2 separate regions of the Danio rerio genome follow, and region 1 is linked to region 2. Evidence: chromatin contacts called from public Micro-C data. All regions are on one chromosome and are shown on one strand. Each heading gives the region's core, a stretch centred on a gene start, on an enhancer-like site or on the middle of the called end of the contact. The rest is flanking DNA. Distances are from core to core; before and after follow the strand shown.

Evidence for each region. Hi-C and Micro-C count contacts between places; a contact is called where the count stands out from the background.
Region 1: a Micro-C map of caudal fin shows a contact between it and region 2, with 6 times the contacts expected there. The contact joins two enhancer-like sites. A contact is called at or near these places in 3 of 18 Hi-C or Micro-C datasets (caudal fin, hematopoietic stem cells and an unstated tissue).

Annotation. Positions count from the first base shown.
Region 1 is chr21:47,116,144-47,120,779 of GRCz12tu, reverse strand. It overlaps septin8a (septin 8a), which reads right to left. Exons shown (of 10, transcript NM_001115117.1): 8 at 3,815-3,947; 9 at 2,333-2,502. Among named protein-coding and RNA genes, the nearest start is that of ccni2, 27 kb to the left of the region's middle. Within about 2 kb of position 2,034, at least 8 of the 62 cell types and tissues checked have an H3K27ac peak or open chromatin away from gene starts, as enhancers often do. A contact at or near this core is called in caudal fin, where this site is marked.
Region 2 is chr21:46,985,836-46,990,111 of GRCz12tu, reverse strand. aff4 (AF4/FMR2 family, member 4) reads right to left here. Exons shown (of 20, transcript XM_679235.12): 15 at 3,410-3,546; 16 at 3,245-3,316; 17 at 1,066-1,159. Among named protein-coding and RNA genes, the nearest start is that of shroom1, 12 kb to the left of the region's middle. Within about 2 kb of position 1,776, at least 3 of the 62 cell types and tissues checked have an H3K27ac peak or open chromatin away from gene starts, as enhancers often do. A contact at or near this core is called in caudal fin, where this site is marked.

The DNA of each region.
Region 1 (4,636 bases), core at 785-3,284, 130 kb before region 2:
ACAAAACAAACACAAACAGGTTTGTAATGATGAGTAAATGATGACAGAAGTTTTATTTTTGTGTGTACGATCACTTTAAGGTCAATATCTGGCAGTTTGTTCAGCTTAAAGGCGCAGTATGTAGTTTTGGCCACTGGGGGGGGCGTATTCACAACAAACAAAGGTGTATTTTTAATGTGTGTGAATTCATGGGAGTTGTGGTCTTTATCATCTGTGTGAAGTATTTAACACTTACACCATGATATTATGAAGCAGAGTAAGACTGAAGTAATTCCCTTTAATTACCAAGTTAATGGTTACCGGTTTTCAACATTTTTCAAAATATCTTCTTTAGTGTTTAACAGACAAAACAAACACAAACAGGTTTGTAATGATGAGTAAATGATGACAGAATTTTTTTTTGTGTGTGTACGATCACTTTAAGGTCAATATCTGGCAGTTTGCTAAGCTTAAAGGCGCAGTATGTAGTTTTGGCCACTAGGGGGGGCGTATTCACAACAAACAAAGATGTATTTTGAGGAGTGTGGATTCATGGGAGTTGTGGTCTTCATCATCCTACACAACTCTAGCAGAAATCATGTAGATGGATGAGTAAAATATTTAACACTTATAGAGTGGATGAGGACGGCAATTTGTATGCAAAAACCCAGAAGCAAGTTAGCATTTTAGCAGTTGCGGTTCCCGTGACCTAAAGCCAATGTTTTTTTTTTTTTTTTTTTTTAATGGGATTTTGGTTAAATTGCTTAAGTAAGGTTTGTGGTAACCACAAACTCAAGATACTTTCACATTTTATTCTAAAAGATAAAACACATCAGTTACATCAAACACACTCCTCGTTTTTAAAAATCAATTACGCTTCTATATAAAAGACAGTTGCTATCAAATTGCTAAATGGGACTGCAGGCGATGTCAAATTGATGACAACATTTTTATTTTTGTGTGTACTATCATTTTAAGGCTGATAGCTGGCAGTTTATTTAGCTTAAAGGCACAGTATGTAGTTTTGGCCACTAGGGGGCGCGTATTCACAACAAACAAACGTGTATTTTGCTGAGTGTGGATTTATGGGATCATTCTACAGATTCCAGCAGAAATCATGTTGATAAATGAGTAAAAAATTCAACACTTATAATCATGGTAACATGAAGTAAGATAACCGTGAAGAAAAACACTGAAGTATTTCCATGTTTTCTAGAAAACCACAGTGAATATTGAGGGTGTGTGACGTCATTAGCATGAACACACAGCACACAGTCCATAACACTTTAAACGTGATTATTTCTCTGGATTCGATCTTTCTTTTAAACATTTGGGATAATATAAGCGAATAAATCAGCAAAATAACATTGTTCTATAGACTTTTAGATGTTTGAATGATAAAAATGTACATATTGTGTCTTAAAAATGATAAAGGTGTTTTCAAAATGACTTAAAGAGTTTGTTTAACACTTGTTAAAAGTGAGATTTCTCTGGATTTGGTCATTCTTTGAATCATTTGGGATAATATAAGTACATAAATCAGCTAAATACAAACGGTTCTAGTGATTTTTAGGTATTTGGATGAAAAATCCGTACACATTGTGCCTTTACATCCTGTATCCCTTTACTGGGATAACATAAGTGAATAAATCAGCCAAATAACACTGTTCTAGTGGTTTGAATGACAAAAACACTTGCCTTTAACTCAGATTGTGATAAAGGTATTTTAAAATTCAATCAAAGAATTAGTTTAACACTTGTTAAAAGTGATTATTTCTCTGGATTTGATCATTCCTTAAAACATTTGGGATGAATAAATCAGCAATAACACATTGTGTTCTAGTGTTTTTTCAGAGGCATCAATGACAAAAACGTACACATTGTGCCTTTAAAATTAGTTTGTGATATAGATAATTAAAAATATATCACAATCAGAGGATTTGTTTTATATTCTGACCGAGTGTTAGTTGTTTTGAGTCGAATATGATCAGCTTTCCTTCAGATGCTGGACCGCGTCAGGTTTAAACCACAAAATGGACGCCGTGTAAACATGCGAGTAACCACAAGATGGCGCCCATGAAGCACAGGCCTGACAGCAGAACGAGCTCAAAACCTCAACCTGCTGTTTTGTGGTAAAAATAAACGATGTTTAGGAAAAAGACTAACACCCTATGCTAATGAGGAAGAGATGGTCACTATTGGGTGGGACTTTCCCCCTCTGATGACACGTACAAAGGGAGAATGACATTCAAAGCGTTTCTGCAGACTGTTTTTATCAAGTCTGATTATAAACAATAGAATTAATACACTCTACATTAAAGAAAAAGAGGAATAAGAAGACAAGCGAACTCACTTTTTCTTGTCCTTGTCCTTCTTGAGGGGCTGTGAGAGCGAGAGGGTCTCGGCGGCCACTTTCCTCCTATTGAAAGCGTTCATCTCCTCCTCCAGCTCGCGTCTCTTCTCCTCCACTTTCCTCTTCTCCTCCTGGTGCATTCGCTTCAGCTGCTCGAACTTCTCATGTAACTGAGCAGATTACAGATATTTATTGATTTATTTGTCATGGACATCACAAGTACACTGGACAAGCCAACACTGAACGTAAAAAAAAAATCATCATTTGATTTGTTTTAAGGTGGTCGCAAATAATTTACATGGGCTGAATTTAATTGAACAAACAAATTAGATTGAACATTACTAATTAAATTTGTTTTCATAAATTGTTTATAAATTGCCCACATAAATTGTTTGCAACCATATTCATTAATTTTCCTCCAGCTTAGTTTCTTATTTATTAGAGGTCAACTAACAGTCAACTAGCATATGTTTTACGCAGCGGATGCCCTTTCAGCTGCAACCCAGTACTGGGAAACACCCATACACTGTCGCATTCACACATTTTATACTCTTGTATATTTTACTTTGATTTGTTTCTGGTACAAAAAAAATCTTAAATAAAGAAGAAAAATTATTATCTTGTTGAAGATAATAAAGCGAGTTTTTCCTCTAAACAAGCTAAATGATCTGCTAATGGGGTGAGCATCTGACATCAAGACTAAAAACAAGAGTTTTTTTGCATAAATAATAGAAATATACAATTTAGAAAAGCAATAGAAAGGCTTTTTTTGCAGTGTACATACACACTTGACGATTTGTATTAAAACTAAGTGGGAGAAAGAAGGGGAGAAGGGTATAGCAGAAGAGGATTGGACAATAATATGGAGGAATCAATGCAAATGCTCGCAGAATTGGAGGGAGATTGGTTGGAAGAGTTTAACATGGTATTTTTATCACACCTTCCCACAAATCACACCATGCTGGTCAGTGGCAGTTCTAGTTTCTGATTAGCACAGGCTTTGCATACAGGTTGAGGTTGAAAATGAAATCGAAAATGAAAATTGAAATGAAAAAGTGTCAATAAAAGGAAAGCTTAAATTTACATTTTAATTTGAATTGTGTCACTATTATAGCGTGAATATTAATAACACGCTTTGTAAAAATTGTGTTGCATTTTATTTTTCAGTTTGGCTTTTTATTTTAATATTGGCAGTCTTGACGTGGAAATGCAGTGAAAATGTAATGTTAAATCGGCAACTTCATTTTAATTATCAATTTGACAGGGACGATGTGTTGTCAAAGTGAAAATGAAAAAAAATTAAATAATTTCATTTTGTTTTCAACTTTGGCCGATATTTTGCGAACAGTGTTTTAAAATAAAATTGTTAATCTGATTTTAATTTTAATTTCCATTTTTTATTTGATTTATTTAAAGTTGGCAGGATTTACCTTCCATACAAAATGCTATATAGGAATCGTATGCTGAAGATGCAGGACTGACCTCTCTCTCCTTCTCCTTCAGCTCGGCCTCCGTCTCCTTCACTTTATTGACGAACATCTGCCTCATCTCCTCCTCCTTCTTCTGCAGGTCTCCGAGAAACTCCTTCCTCTTGGCTTCATACGTCTCCTGCAGACTGTAGCGAACACACGTCTAACGTTTTTAAACACGTTTTCATTAAGATGCACATTTTATAAAGGATTTAAATACATACTTCATCCATCAATCAAAAAGATGTTCACATATTTTATCTTTTCGCATTTTCCAGGTGCAAAAACATCTCAATTTTCAGAATGCTGCAAGCACACTGCGAGTCATGTGACTAGAACTAAGGGTGCTTATTTAGTTAGGCTGAATCGCACTAGAGTTCGTTTTCCCTTTTGGTGCGGTTCGTTTGGGCAGGTGAGAATGCAGCGATCGTACTCGAGTGCGCACCAAAAGCGGACCAAATAAGCGTACCGAGACCTGCTTGAAGAGGTGGTCTCGGTACGCTTTCAAACGAACCCTGGAGCGGTTCGTTTGTGGTGACAATATGATCCGTACTAAAACAGGTCCAACAGCAAAAAGTACTGCGCCTTTTGGACTAATCCAGCTGCCGTAGGCCGATGCGCTGTGCATTATGGGATATGAAGGAAAAATATTTGTTGACAGCGCTTCACCAACAGAGAGAGAGAGAGGGGAAACATTACCTGATAGATCGTTGGTAATATTTCCGCAAGATGAGCATGTCGCAGTTTAGCTAAATTAATTCACGCCTCCTCCTGAAGTGACGAGCGATGCATTAAAACACTGTTTTCCAGCCGCGGCCGCGCTTCATTCTCGTAA
Region 2 (4,276 bases), core at 527-3,026:
AGAAATGTTGCTGCTCTGATGAGTCTCCATTTCTGCTGCCACATTTGGATGGTCAGGTCAGAATTTGCCATCAACAACATTAAAGGATGGATCCATACTGCATTGTATCAACAGTTCAGGCTGGTGGTGGTGTAATGGTGTGGGGGAGATTTTTTTTGGCACACTTTGGGCCCATTAGTACCCACTGAACATGGTGTCTACGCCACAGCCTACCCGAGTACTGTTACTGACCATGTCCATGCCTTTATGACCACAGTGTACTCATCTTTTGATGGCTACTTCAAGCAGGATAACAGACCATGCCACAAAGCCCGAAACATTTCAGACTGGTTTCTTGAACATGACGATGAGTTCACTGTACTCAAATGGCCTCCACAGTCACCAGATCTCAATTCAAAAAGAGCACCTTTGGATTGTGGTGGAATGGGAGATTCACATCATGGATGTGCAGCCGAAAAATCTGCAGCAGCTGTGTGATGCTGTCATGTCAACATCGAGCAAAATCTCTAAGGAATATTTCCTGTAGCTTGCTGAATCTATGCCATGAAGGATTAAGGCAGTTCTGAAGGCAAAAGGGGGTCCAACCTGGTACTAGTAAGGTGTACCTAATAAAGTGGCCGGAGTGTATTTTTTTTATAATAGACTTCTTAGAAATAGACTACAGTTAAAAAAAAGTCTGGGTCAGTAAGATCTTTCTTATTTAAGAAAAAAACCAAGAGACTTTCAAGTCAAATAATTGTTGTTTTCTTGTTATTTGTAATAATCATGATAGTTTTTTTTCTTTGAATATTTCCAAAGACATTGAGAAAGAAAAAACTGTGATAAGTAGTAAACCCTAACCATCAGAATATAATCTTTAAAACGGATTTCCTTTTCTAATGCAATAGAAAAACACATTGTGAATCATTACACTAATAAAAAAAAAAGTCATTGTAATTAAAAAAAACATTTTACATGGAAAAAAAAGTTTTAAATAATCTTACAGACCCCAAACCTTTAAATAGTGGCAGACACTAATAGTTACAGCACCCTATTATAATCATTTTAAAAGCAAAATAATGTTACCTTCAAGTGTTCAGTGAGTGTTTTAGAGTATTTCAGTGCACTTTCTTTCCGCAGCTTGAAAAGCCTCAAATACAGGAGCGCTTGACATCGAAGACTGCAGAGACAGAGATTATAACATCAGTTTTAACAAAACCCTGCACACACATCGGGTAACAGCTTCATCTCCATTTACTTCATTGCTCAAATTAGAATCAAATATCAAACATTCATGAAATATCTTTAAAGGCATGAATGATGATGACTGAGCAAAACATTTCAATGATCTCCTGCATAGCGTTTCATCTCCCTGAGAAACTCTGCATAACTTCGCAAGACTTATGCATTCCTCGTAACAAAACCGATGTAAATAATGAGGCGGGAGGATGAAATACATGACATTTTTCTTCTTTCTTGTGGGAAAAGCAATACTTCTGCGAGCGAATGTAGAGTATCCAGAGTGAAACGCAACTCTTCAGCGAGCGAGCCTTAAATTCTCTTGGTGAACATATTACCGTAATCAATCTTAACGTTTTCTTTTGTTGTTGTTGTGGTGAACGGCAATGCTATTGCAAAAATGAACGTCAAGTTTCCCAGAAAATGCTTTCTTTTCTGAGAAAACAATCTGTGTGAGAGGAATGCAGTATTTCAGTGAGAGAATACAGCACTTCTTTAATGCATATTTGTCATTTTTTACAATTCCCGTCCTCTTGAGGGCGCTGTTTTGTTTTGTTAAAAGGGGGTGAGTCATGTTCGAAGAGTTAATGGCTGTTAGTGAAGTATTAGGTAACGTTTCAATACTGTATACTTTACAATAATGTTCCTAATATTATTAACGAATGCTTTGTTAATGACAAATCATGTCAGTAAAGGGTTAACAAGCTGATGTTTCGATGTAATGCACATCAATTCTGTCCTCCTTTGTCCCTGACGTAAATCAGGAACTATGAACTTATAAGCTCTAGCAATTAGTATACGAGTGGGTAACATGAACAAAGGTTTGTGTAGTTCTGAACCTGATTTACCTGATGCTGTTAACTAACATTGTAAGTTATGAACAAGGATTCAGTTTTGCTGAATAAATGTGTTGTTTATTACTAGGTCAAGTTATACACTAACATATTTGTTAATAGATTATATGAGTAAGTAAACATTACCTAATTAAGCTGTTCATGTAAAGAGATATAAATATAATATAAAAATATATAACATTAAGTTACAAGCAAATGGCAAATGGTTATAATATAAAATAAAATATAAAAAAACAAAATAGAACAAAAATAATTAAAATATAAAATAAAATTAAATATAAAATGAAACATAAAAATATTAAATAAAGTATAATAATATACATAAATATCAAGATAAATATAATATAAAATAAAATTATTTAAAACTAATAATACCAAAATAAAATTATAAAAAATTAATATATAAATAAATAAATTGAAAAAAATAAATATAAAACAAAAAATTTAATATAAAAATATATAAAATATTACACAATATAATACATAAATATAAATATAAAGAAAAATATAATATAAAATGTATTATATAAAATTACAAACAAAAATTTATAATATAAAATTAAATAAAAAACAACAAGTATAAAAATAAACGAATATAAAAAACTAAATATAAAATATAATAAAATACATAAATATAAAATAAAAAAAATTATAAAACAAAATAACAAATATTATATAATGTAAAATAAAAAATAAAATAAAAAAATACATAAAACATAAAATAAAATACACATAAAACAAAATAAATACATTTATTAAATTAAATCTAAAATAAAAAATAACATAAAATATAAAAAATATTAAATATTACATAATATAAAATACATAAACACAAATGTAAAGATAAATATAATATAAAAATATTTAATATAAAATTAAAAACAACAACAACATTTTTAAAAAGTATATAATAATTAATAAAATAGAAAAAAAATATATAAACTATAGAAAAATAAAATGAATAAATAAATAAATTTATTTAAGAACCCTTCTCAGTACAATACACACAAGTAGCAGGAAAATGCTGCATGTGCTCAATAAATGCAGCCCCAACATTGACAACAACACAAAAACACTTCGCTGGACACTCAGCATTAGGGCAAAAGCTAGTCCTGTTGTAAATCATAACACTGTTGACCTAAAGTGTAAAGTGTAAAGTTTCTGCTTCATACCATAGCACTGCTAGCCTTTTGTCTTGAGAAGTTGCATCTGGTGCCATGTAGCTCTTTAGCTTCATAGTGTACCTAAAAAAAAACACACACACACACACACATCTGTGAGCAAACTCTACTGAAGCAGCATACAGAAAATGCATTTCAGCTACTCTGAAGTCTTACTTGATGAGCTCCACGGTTTCTGCATACATGGGAAAGGGGGATTTGGCCTCCTGGGCGTTTTTCTCCAGGGCATTTCCACACTCGATGAAAGACACCACGGCGTCCAGGTAATACACCGCCTTCTCAAATCTGTCCATCTGCAGAAAACACCACAAAAAAGATCAATTTCAATAGCAAACATGTAATAAATTATGTTTTTTGACATACATGAGGATTCAAAACAAGACTGGAAAACGATCAAATGTGACCCCCAAAACTAGTTTTAAGTGGCTGTTTTAAATAAATTAATTAATTATTTTAAATAAATAAATATGTGAATGGAATGAACTCATTTTTTTTATTGTTGTTTGGTTTGATGGGACAAAATTTAGTTGAGATACAACATATTATGAGGAATCTGAGGGTTAAAAAAATAAAAATTTAAATATTGAGAAAATGCTCACATATTTATAATATTTTTCTACTTTTGCAAGATACTTGCATTCAGATTAAAATGCAATAACTAGGTTATTATGTTAACTAGGCAGAGATCATTATTTGGCAACTTATTAGAAATCCACACAATCTAAAAAATACATATTTCTTAATATACATTAATGAATTTTTATAATATATTAATTTATAATATTAAATAATAATATTGACCTTAAAATAAGAATAAACTAGAGAATAAAATAAATTAAGAATAAAAACTTTTATTATTATAAATATAATAATTTAATAATTATTTTTTAAATTTCTTAATAATAAAAATATTGACCTTAAAATAAAACTATACTTTTATTCCAAGACTAAAAGAAACAAAACTTGCACAACAAATAACAAATATTAAAGAAAAAACAGAGTATATATGTATATGAATATATA